Regions from separate parts of the Hordeum vulgare genome. Here regions 1 and 3 are each linked to region 2. Evidence: chromatin contacts called from public Hi-C and HiChIP or PLAC-seq data. All regions are on one chromosome and are shown on one strand. Each heading gives the region's core, a stretch centred on a gene start, on an enhancer-like site or on the middle of the called end of the contact. The rest is flanking DNA. Distances are from core to core; before and after follow the strand shown.

The links. Hi-C and Micro-C count contacts between places; a contact is called where the count stands out from the background. HiChIP or PLAC-seq counts read pairs in DNA pulled down with a chosen protein or histone mark.
Region 1: a contact with region 2 is called in a Hi-C map of leaf, with 4 times the contacts expected there. The contact joins the promoter of LOC123444332 here to the promoter of LOC123444334 in region 2. A contact is called at or near these places in 2 of 6 Hi-C or Micro-C datasets (leaf and seedling).
Region 3: a contact with region 2 is called in an H3K4me3 HiChIP or PLAC-seq map of embryo, with 7 times the contacts expected there. The contact joins the promoter of LOC123444331 here to the promoter of LOC123444334 in region 2. A contact is called at or near these places in 1 of 6 Hi-C or Micro-C datasets (seedling) and 1 of 1 datasets of contacts at active chromatin or transcription factors (embryo).

What each region holds. Positions count from the first base shown.
Region 1 is chr3H:471,244,753-471,247,526 of MorexV3_pseudomolecules_assembly, forward strand. LOC123444332 (GDSL esterase/lipase At5g45670-like) reads left to right here and starts at 1,416. Exons shown (of 3, transcript XM_045121017.1): 1 at 1,416-1,929; 2 at 2,618-2,742. The coding sequence starts at 1,698.
Region 2 is chr3H:471,443,349-471,446,216 of MorexV3_pseudomolecules_assembly, forward strand. LOC123444334 (protein VTE6, chloroplastic) reads left to right here and starts at 1,529. Exons shown (of 5, transcript XM_045121020.1): 1 at 1,529-1,991. The coding sequence starts at 1,599.
Region 3 is chr3H:471,261,005-471,263,704 of MorexV3_pseudomolecules_assembly, forward strand. LOC123444331 reads right to left here and starts at 1,394. Exons shown (of 3, transcript XM_045121016.1): 1 at 1,273-1,394; 2 at 880-1,198. The coding sequence starts at 1,328.

The sequences.
Region 1 (2,774 bases), core at 166-2,665, 200 kb before region 2:
GCCAGCTCGGGTTTGTTGTGCTTCGCGCTGCCGCAAGCGCTGGGAAACCTGCATGATTTGGGGGCGGCCGACCGCCCTTCAACTTGAAGGCGCTCACCGCTCGCGTTGCCTCCTCCTCCTACCGGCATTAATGGAGGTGCCACCTATGCTCGTCGACGGACTCCATGCCGTGGTTTATGGCCCGTCTCACGGGCTAGTGTCGACGTACGTCGTCCATGCCTAATTACTTGCCGCTGCGGCCTAACGGCAGCCTCACTTAAGGTGATGAAATGCTTCCTTGGTTGGTACTCCACCGGTACTGCCTTGTACCTGTAATTTTCGTGGAAACGATCATTCGCGAGTCACAGTGCGAGCAGACCAACTTTTTCTACAGGAACGAAGCAAGTTTGTGGTTTTTCTCACAGCTCCCAGAGACTGCGTGTTGTTTTCCTTGCATTTAATTTGTTTGAGGTGCTTAAATTGATGACCCTCAATAGTGAAGTTGGTGAAGTTGATCTTTATATCGAAAAAAAAAGAATGAAGCTGATAAAACTACAGAGCAGTTGCACCAGGAGGGGGGGCTTGCACGAATGCAGGTACTTACTTCAAGAGGGGTGTGTGAAAATGCCCTCCTCGGCTTGTCCTATTCTGAAACGAAAAACATGGCACTGTGGCACACGGTAAAAACTGTTCATGTGCTTCACTGGATGACGCCCACGGGTGCGGCGCAGACCCACGCCACACCGAACCAAACCACCGGTACCAGTAATTAAGCATGGCACTAGCAGTACAGAACTTGCCATGCAGGCGATGCAAGCACCATGCAGTACCCACTTGCCATGCATTTTGCCAGTGCGCTGCGGAGTGATACTAACAAGATGCATGTACTACCAGTAGTATGTTCACTGAACTGAACCCCGTTGGCCGGGAGAATTAAATGAACTGTATGCAAAAGCTGCTGCAACATACTACCCACAGATCCGTCTAAGCACTGCAGGCGGGCCAGTGATTAAACTTCCACTCGACCGCTGCAGCAGCCAGCTAAGTGCAACCGTACGTACCACAGATCCGTCTGAAAGCCGGGTGGAATTAACTGTATTTTCGGCCAACACTGAATTAAGTTACACCCAAAGCTCGATCATTCGATCAGTACTACGTACTCCCTCCGTTTCTAAATACTATAAGTCTTTAAAAATGTTTTATTAATAGACTACATACAGATGTATATAGACATATTTTAGAGTGTAGATTCATTCATTTTGTTTCATATGTAGACTTCTATTTATATTTTGGAACGGAGGGAGTACGTAGTAGTGTACTGGACTACTGGGGCTAGCTCGCCCACCAAGCGCGACCAACAATCTATCTATCTACGCAAGTGGAGGTGGAGCGCGCCCACACGAGTGACGAGTCCATCTGCTATCACTGCAGCTTCCTTCCGGTACCGCTCCATCGCCGCCCCAGCAGCCCTGCCCGCGCGGCGCCTATATATATGTTTGCCCAGTCCCGTGTGTCATGTGCAAGCGTGACTCGTGCTAGCTCCTCTGGTCGACCACCCTCTCCGTCCATATCCACTTCCACTTCTCTCTCCTCCTCGTCCATCGATCAATCTCCTCTGCACTACCCGTGTGCCTAGCTGTAGCTACTAGCTAGCTAGAGCCTAGAGCTACCTCTCTCGTCGGAAGCTAGCTAGCTAGCCGTGTGCGTGCGCGGGCGCCATGGATCTGTGGCGGCTGGCGTGCATGGTGGCGGCGGCGGCGGTGGCGACGGTGGCGAGGAGCGACCCGCAGGTGCCGTGCTACTTCATCTTCGGCGACTCGCTGGTGGACAACGGCAACAACAACTACATCGTGTCCCTGGCGCGCGCCAACTACCCGCCCTACGGCATCGACTTCGCCGGCGGCCCGTCCGGGCGCTTCACCAACGGCCTCACCACCGTCGACGTCATCGGTAATCAATTAATTAAGTAACCTGGCCGTCGTCAAACCCAGATTAATTAACCTGGCCGTCGTCAGCATGCACTACCTACCTGCCTGTATATACACAGGAGCTCAGCTAACTACTACAGGGTACGTAGTAGCTAGGATAGATGAATTGTCGTCTACTTCTACACCTACACTAGCGCATTCGGACACGATCGGCCATGGATGTTTATGGCGGTCATGGGTGATGCGTGCATGCATTGCATGCGTATCTGGGTCAGGTGATAGATAGAAAACGGTGGCAGCTGGCCTGGCATTCCGATCCTTCCCAAGTACAGCAGTAGCAGTAGTAGAAATAGTCAAGGTGGGTGTGTAAATAGAGGAATGTGGCCGTAGCTTTTCTTGGCTTGGCACCCGTCACGTCCGAGCGTGGGCCAACCCGCCGATATAGTACTTGCAGCGTTCGGTGAGGGCTACAAGGAATTAAATTTGCCGGGGCGGGCATAGATCCATGCACGCATCACGAACTCACCACTAGCTAGATCCATCGTCTCGCCTCGTCGCGTTGCAGATAACAAAAACATGATAGTTGTTCTAGTAAAGAGATTTCTACGTACGTACGCGCGCATGGTACTCCTACATGTGCAGCATCAATGGTGGTTACGTACGTCACGGCTCAAAACGTTAACCTTGTTGTGATTTTACCATGCATGCAGCTCAACTTCTGGGCTTCGACAATTTCATCCCTCCCTACGCCGCGACGGGCGGCGACCAGCTCCTCAACGGCGTCAACTTCGCCTCCGCCGCCGCCGGGATCCGTGCCGAGACCGGCCAGCAGCTGGTACGTAGTCGTAGAGTATATATACAGATCAC
Region 2 (2,868 bases), core at 279-2,778:
GCATAGTTTGTTCCATACAAAGAGAGTTGTGAAGGAATGTTCTGTTCGCATCATCATTGATAGAGGGAGTTGCAACAACTTGGCTAGCATGGAGATGATGAAGAAACTGTCTCTCACCAACGTACCACATCTTTATTATATCCGTTCATGTGCATTTTAACATTGTTACATATTCTGATTATGTTGATTGTGATGTGATATCCATGCAAACATGCTCTTTTTTACTTGGTAGACCATAGCAATTTGATAATAATTCTGCACAACATGGTAGGAAAAATCATTATACTCTTGTTTATAAGGATAACAATATAACTTTACTTCCTATGTCTACTAAACATATTATGAAAGATGACATTGCTAGAGTTAGTAAAGCAAAACAGGAGCTAAACAAAAGAATTTGAGCAACACGACAAACCTAGTAAACCATCATCTAGTGTTGCATCTAAAATGAAATTAAAGAATGGACGTTTACTTGCTACTAAATCTGATATTATCGATCTGAATTTTACTACATCGTTTGCTATGCATTTGTGTGTAAAAATGTATTATTTTCATTCGAGGATGTGCTTCTTTTTTTGCCTCCACCAGGAGTTCGCTAACATCTTTCTACAAGACTTGTCATCGGGATTATCACCTATTAGGTGGATTGAGCATCAGATTGACTTAATTTTCAGTGCACTTCACATGTGGCAATAGCACTTGGCTAGTAGTCCTTTTGGCCAAAAATTCGAGTTTAACATCATCGATCCAGTTATATTTCTAAAAAAGAAGAAACTCCCGAGTACATAAAAATAACACCGTGTAATGCTTCATGAAAAACACTGTCTAATGCTACAGAGAGGTAGCACATAGAAAAACAGTGCAAAATATCTACAAGCAGCTATCTCGTTTATCCAAGACTTGAGTACCCAATTGCCATCAGGAGGGACTTCATGTAGTTTTATCTCACAGCATCAGCACAAAAGCGCCAACGAATTGCTCAAAGCCCTTGCGCAATAACCCCAGCATCACCTGGCAACTGAAGATTTTGTGAAGCAAACGAGGGCAAAAAAATTCCGAAACAGAGCAACAAAAAATAAAACTCGGAACGGCAAAGGGTAGAGAGATGAAGGAGGTGCTGCCATCAGAAGGGATGGTAAATAACTTGTGATCTCATCGCATCAGGCAAAACCATGCCATGAATTGCTCAAAGCCCTTGCGCAATAACCCAAACATCACTTGGCAGCAAGAAGAATAATAAGAAGAAGCACATCCTCTCCGGGAAGGATGAAAGAAACAAGAAACGCGCGCGAGATCTCGGAAGAAAACACCAGCAAAACGTATCTGGACGCGACGCAGATCGCGATCTGCGATGGCGGCGGCGGCCTGGGTTGGAGCAGGAAGGGGGGCGCAGGTCTTTTATACAGGAAGGCGACCAAGCCCGACGCACCTACCATCTGGAAATTCCGTAAACCCAACCAGAAGACGTCTACCGGTTGTACAAAACAACGCGCGAAGGCGTATTCCTGGAGAGAGGAAAGGGACAGAGGAGTCGCGCACTCTCGCTCGGCTGAGACTGAGAGAGCCGAAGGCAGAGGCATCCAAGACGGTGGCGGAAAATGGCGTGCGGTCTCCTGCCGCTGCTCCACACCCACCTCTCCCCTCCGCCTCGTTTCCTCCTGCCCTCCCTCGTCGCGCCCAGGACCCTGCCCCTGGCCCCTCGCCGGACCGGTGTTTCGCGGCACCTGTCCCCCGCCCCTCCGCGCTCGCTCCCGGACATTGCCGCGGCGGCGGCGAGCCTCCGGGACGCGGTCGCCGGCGCCTTCCAGGCGTCTCCGCCCACGTGGAGCTCGGCTGCCGCGACCAACCTCACCGTCTTCGTCGCGGGCTCGCCGCTGCTCCTCTCCGGCCTCTCCGCCTCCGGCTTCGCGGCCGCCTACGTCCTCGGCACCCTCACGTGGCGCGCATTTGGGCCCCGGGGCTACCTCCTTGTCGCCGCCTACTTCGTCGTGGTGAGTGGATCGGTTGCTGCTGCGCATCCATGGCGTAGGGTTTCTGAATTGCATGTCTGAGGTGCTGTGGTAAATCTGAAAATTCAGCAATGCGGCCGTTTTTGTCACGGTTTAGAATAACTATCCAGGGGTTGCCATCGACCGATGATCTTCATTTTTTAAGAGGGCATGTTTCATCGATGTTCTCTCCTCACAGCCCAGGAAATAATATTTTAGCGATTGCGTTATCTTCGGGGCTGTTTGGATTGCCCTTCCAAAATTTTGGTCGTTGACCAATGCCACCTCTGCAGATCCCTTTCGCACGCCGTCATTTTGGTAGGGCTGCTGTGGGCTGGGAGAATGTTTTCTAGTGTCTTTCAGCAGTTGATGCAAAATAGCAATTTCCCACACCCAAGTTTTTCAAAATTGTACTAAGAGATAAACTAGCTTCATAGAATTGATTACAGGCAAAATAGTTTCGTATTTCTGTCTCGCTCAAGTTTGTACACGAATTGACCGGAAATCTGAGTTACTCTAGATTCGTACCCATGGAAATCTATAGATCAGTGGTGGAGATAGAATCTTTTCAAAGCCTAGGCAAATCGCAATCCGGAGTGCCTAGAAAGCTAGAATGCCATTTTAGGTGCAGTTGCTGTGACATTAACCGAGGTTAGGTAGATCATCCTGCTGCCAGCAATCTGGAAAGGAAGGTTTCACCTCCCCTGCTATAGGGAGAGAAACGGGCTAGTAAGGGGGTCGTTCTTTTCCATATGCTGCTTATGTATGAAATAGGGATAGTCTTGATTTGGCAATCCTGCCAGTTAGGAAATCAAGGATTTGCCAAAACGTCCAAACTTCCTTTATTTGTTCTGCCCTTTGAAACTGCAGATGAATCACG
Region 3 (2,700 bases), core at 144-2,643, 180 kb before region 2:
GTTGCGAAGCCGTCAACGTGATCACCAAGATTGTACTCCCGGAAGAGGAGATTGAAGTAGGTCGACGTGAACGGAGAGAGGAACGTCGCGGATGTGGATGGCGTTGGGAACCTCTGAGTCGGAGTCGGAGGAGGAACCGAAGGGGTTGATGTTGTGGCCGGAGGAAGACATGGTGGTGGCAGGAGGGAACGGCGGCACGGTAGGGTTTGGGTAGAGAGGAGGGAGAGGTGCATGGGAGAAGGGGCGCGGCGGCAATTGGAGGAGCGCGGCAGCGTGGGTGGTGGGAGGCGCACGCGGCAGCCGGAGGAGGAGGTGGCGCGGCAGCAGAGGAGGAGACGCAGCGCCGCGGCGGCTAGGGTAGGGATCGTGGTAAGTTTGATACTATGTAGAGGAATAGGATGCAACTCTCGATGTATTGATCGGATGCAAGCGACGTATATATAATATACAAGGTGGGATACAACCTCAACTATACAAAGATCTATGAGATGGATCAGGTATACATATATACATGCTAAATAGACTCAACACTATGCATTAAAATTTAAAATCTACTTCCAGTGTCCACCTTCAAATGGCTAAGACAACCACATTGCAGCAGAAGTTTTAACCGCGGTGCTACATAATGTGGCCATTGTTTGGCGCATTGCATTCACCGTTCATGTCTACCAGTAGAAACATACATATAGTCTACATTTTTTAAGGGGATGCATAGTCTACATTTTAGCAAGCAAATAACATAAATTACCAATGTGACAAGGGCCTTCACAAAAGCTAGTAATACTAAACTGAACATGATGTATGAAGTTGTAAACCCAGAGAACGGTTATTAGCGAATGCTGGGGGGAAGGGCAAGCAAAGCGGGGGCACCAACCGTACCTTGTGCTTCAAATAGAAGAGAGATTGGAGCGCTCTCTGCCGTTTGTTAGCCCTCCCGGCACCGCCGCTCCCGCGAGACCCCTTCCTCTTCGTTGCCTTCCTCAAACCATCTTCCATGCCGCCACCCACGGCGAAGTCTCGGCCCGCAGCGCAAAAACCCGGCCGCGCCCGCGCCGCCGCAACCCCGTCGGCCCACCAGCGCGACCGCGGCGTCGGGTCCATCGGCGGGAGCTGCGGCGTCTCCGTAGTCCCGTCCTCGACGCCTCCGAATGGCCAGCACTTGGCCGCGTCCACGGCCCGCATCATGCTGGCGAACCCCCTGCGGCATTCGGTCGACCAGTCACAGTCAGCATGCATCAGCCGCGTGTGCCGAGAAAAACAAGCGGAGGGTACCGTATGGAGAAGGCCTCGGCCGCCGCGGCCGAAGCGGCGGCGGAGGCTGCGGCCATTTGGCTTCCGCCTCGCCGGCGAGGGTTGGCCGGCCGGGTGGGCTGCGAAACTACGAGCGAGAGTGGGAGGGAGAGGGAGAATAGGCCGAACGAACTGACAAAAAGAAGTGGGGACGCCTGGGAGGGTGTGATGAGGCGGGGCCCAGTGCGCAGCGGATTCGACGCTGGACCTGACCAGATTTCTTTTTATTACTCCCTGTTGCGTCGGCAGACGCGCATGGTCTTCTTCCCGGGATTGTGCGCTGTACCGTCGTGGTGGCCCAAAAAGCCCGAGGGGACGAACAAGAAGAGACAGCCGGCCGTCTGAATTTGACAAAACATATTACTAAAAGAACAGATATTATTTTTAACACGAGGAGGGGACCAGAAGGAAAATACTCTTATTGCGTCAAAATGTCGAGCTTTCGCGCAGCCGAACCCCGATCGAGCGAATTGGGCCATAGGCAGCCGGTTTTGAAAACCTTCAAGAACGATCCCTGATAGCGAGCCTACCTTTTTTTGTTTTTATACAGTTTTAGCGGTTTTATTTTGCGTTTGTTTTTATTTATTTTTGGTTTTTGTTTTTCTGTTCATTTATTTTTTTGGTTTTTTCCTGTTTCTTTTTTCATTTCTTTGTTTTATGTTTTTGTTTATTTTTCAAGTTCATATTTTCTTGATTTTCATTTTTTTATGTTTTTGTTTGTTTTAGAAAACTCAGTTACAAATTTACAAAATGTTTGTGATTTTCCAAAATTGTTATTCTATTTACAAAAATATTTCCCTTTAACGACTTTTGTAGCCTGTTTCAAAAATTGCTCGGATTTTCAGAAAATATTCATGTTATTTCCATTTCGTCCATAATTTCATAAAATGTTCATGATTTTCCTAAAAATTTCGTTTGTTTGAAAAAATGATTCATTTTTAAAAATTTTGTATTGGTTTCTTAAAATGTTGATAAGTTGAAAATTGTTCCCTATTCTTCAAATTATGTTCATAAATTCAAAAAATTGGTAATTTTTTAAATAATGTTTGGAATTTCTAAATTTTGATCACATTTTAAAAATTGGTGATTTTTCAAATAATGTTTGATTTTTCAAATAATGTTCTTTATCTGTTTCTAAAAAATTGTTTACAAGTTTAAAAAATATTCGTGATTTTCAAAACTGTTTGCCTATTTGAAAAAATGTTTGTCTTTTCCAACTTTTCTTCTAGGTTTGAAAAATTGCTCAGATGTTCAAAAAATGTTCATGTTTTTTCAGTTTGTTCATTATTTCATAAAATATTCATGATTTTCATAATAAGTTTGCATGCTTGAAAATTTGTTTCACTCTTGTAATTTTTGTCTAGGTTTCTCAAAATGTTGAGAAGTTGAAGTTTGTTCCCCATTTTTCAA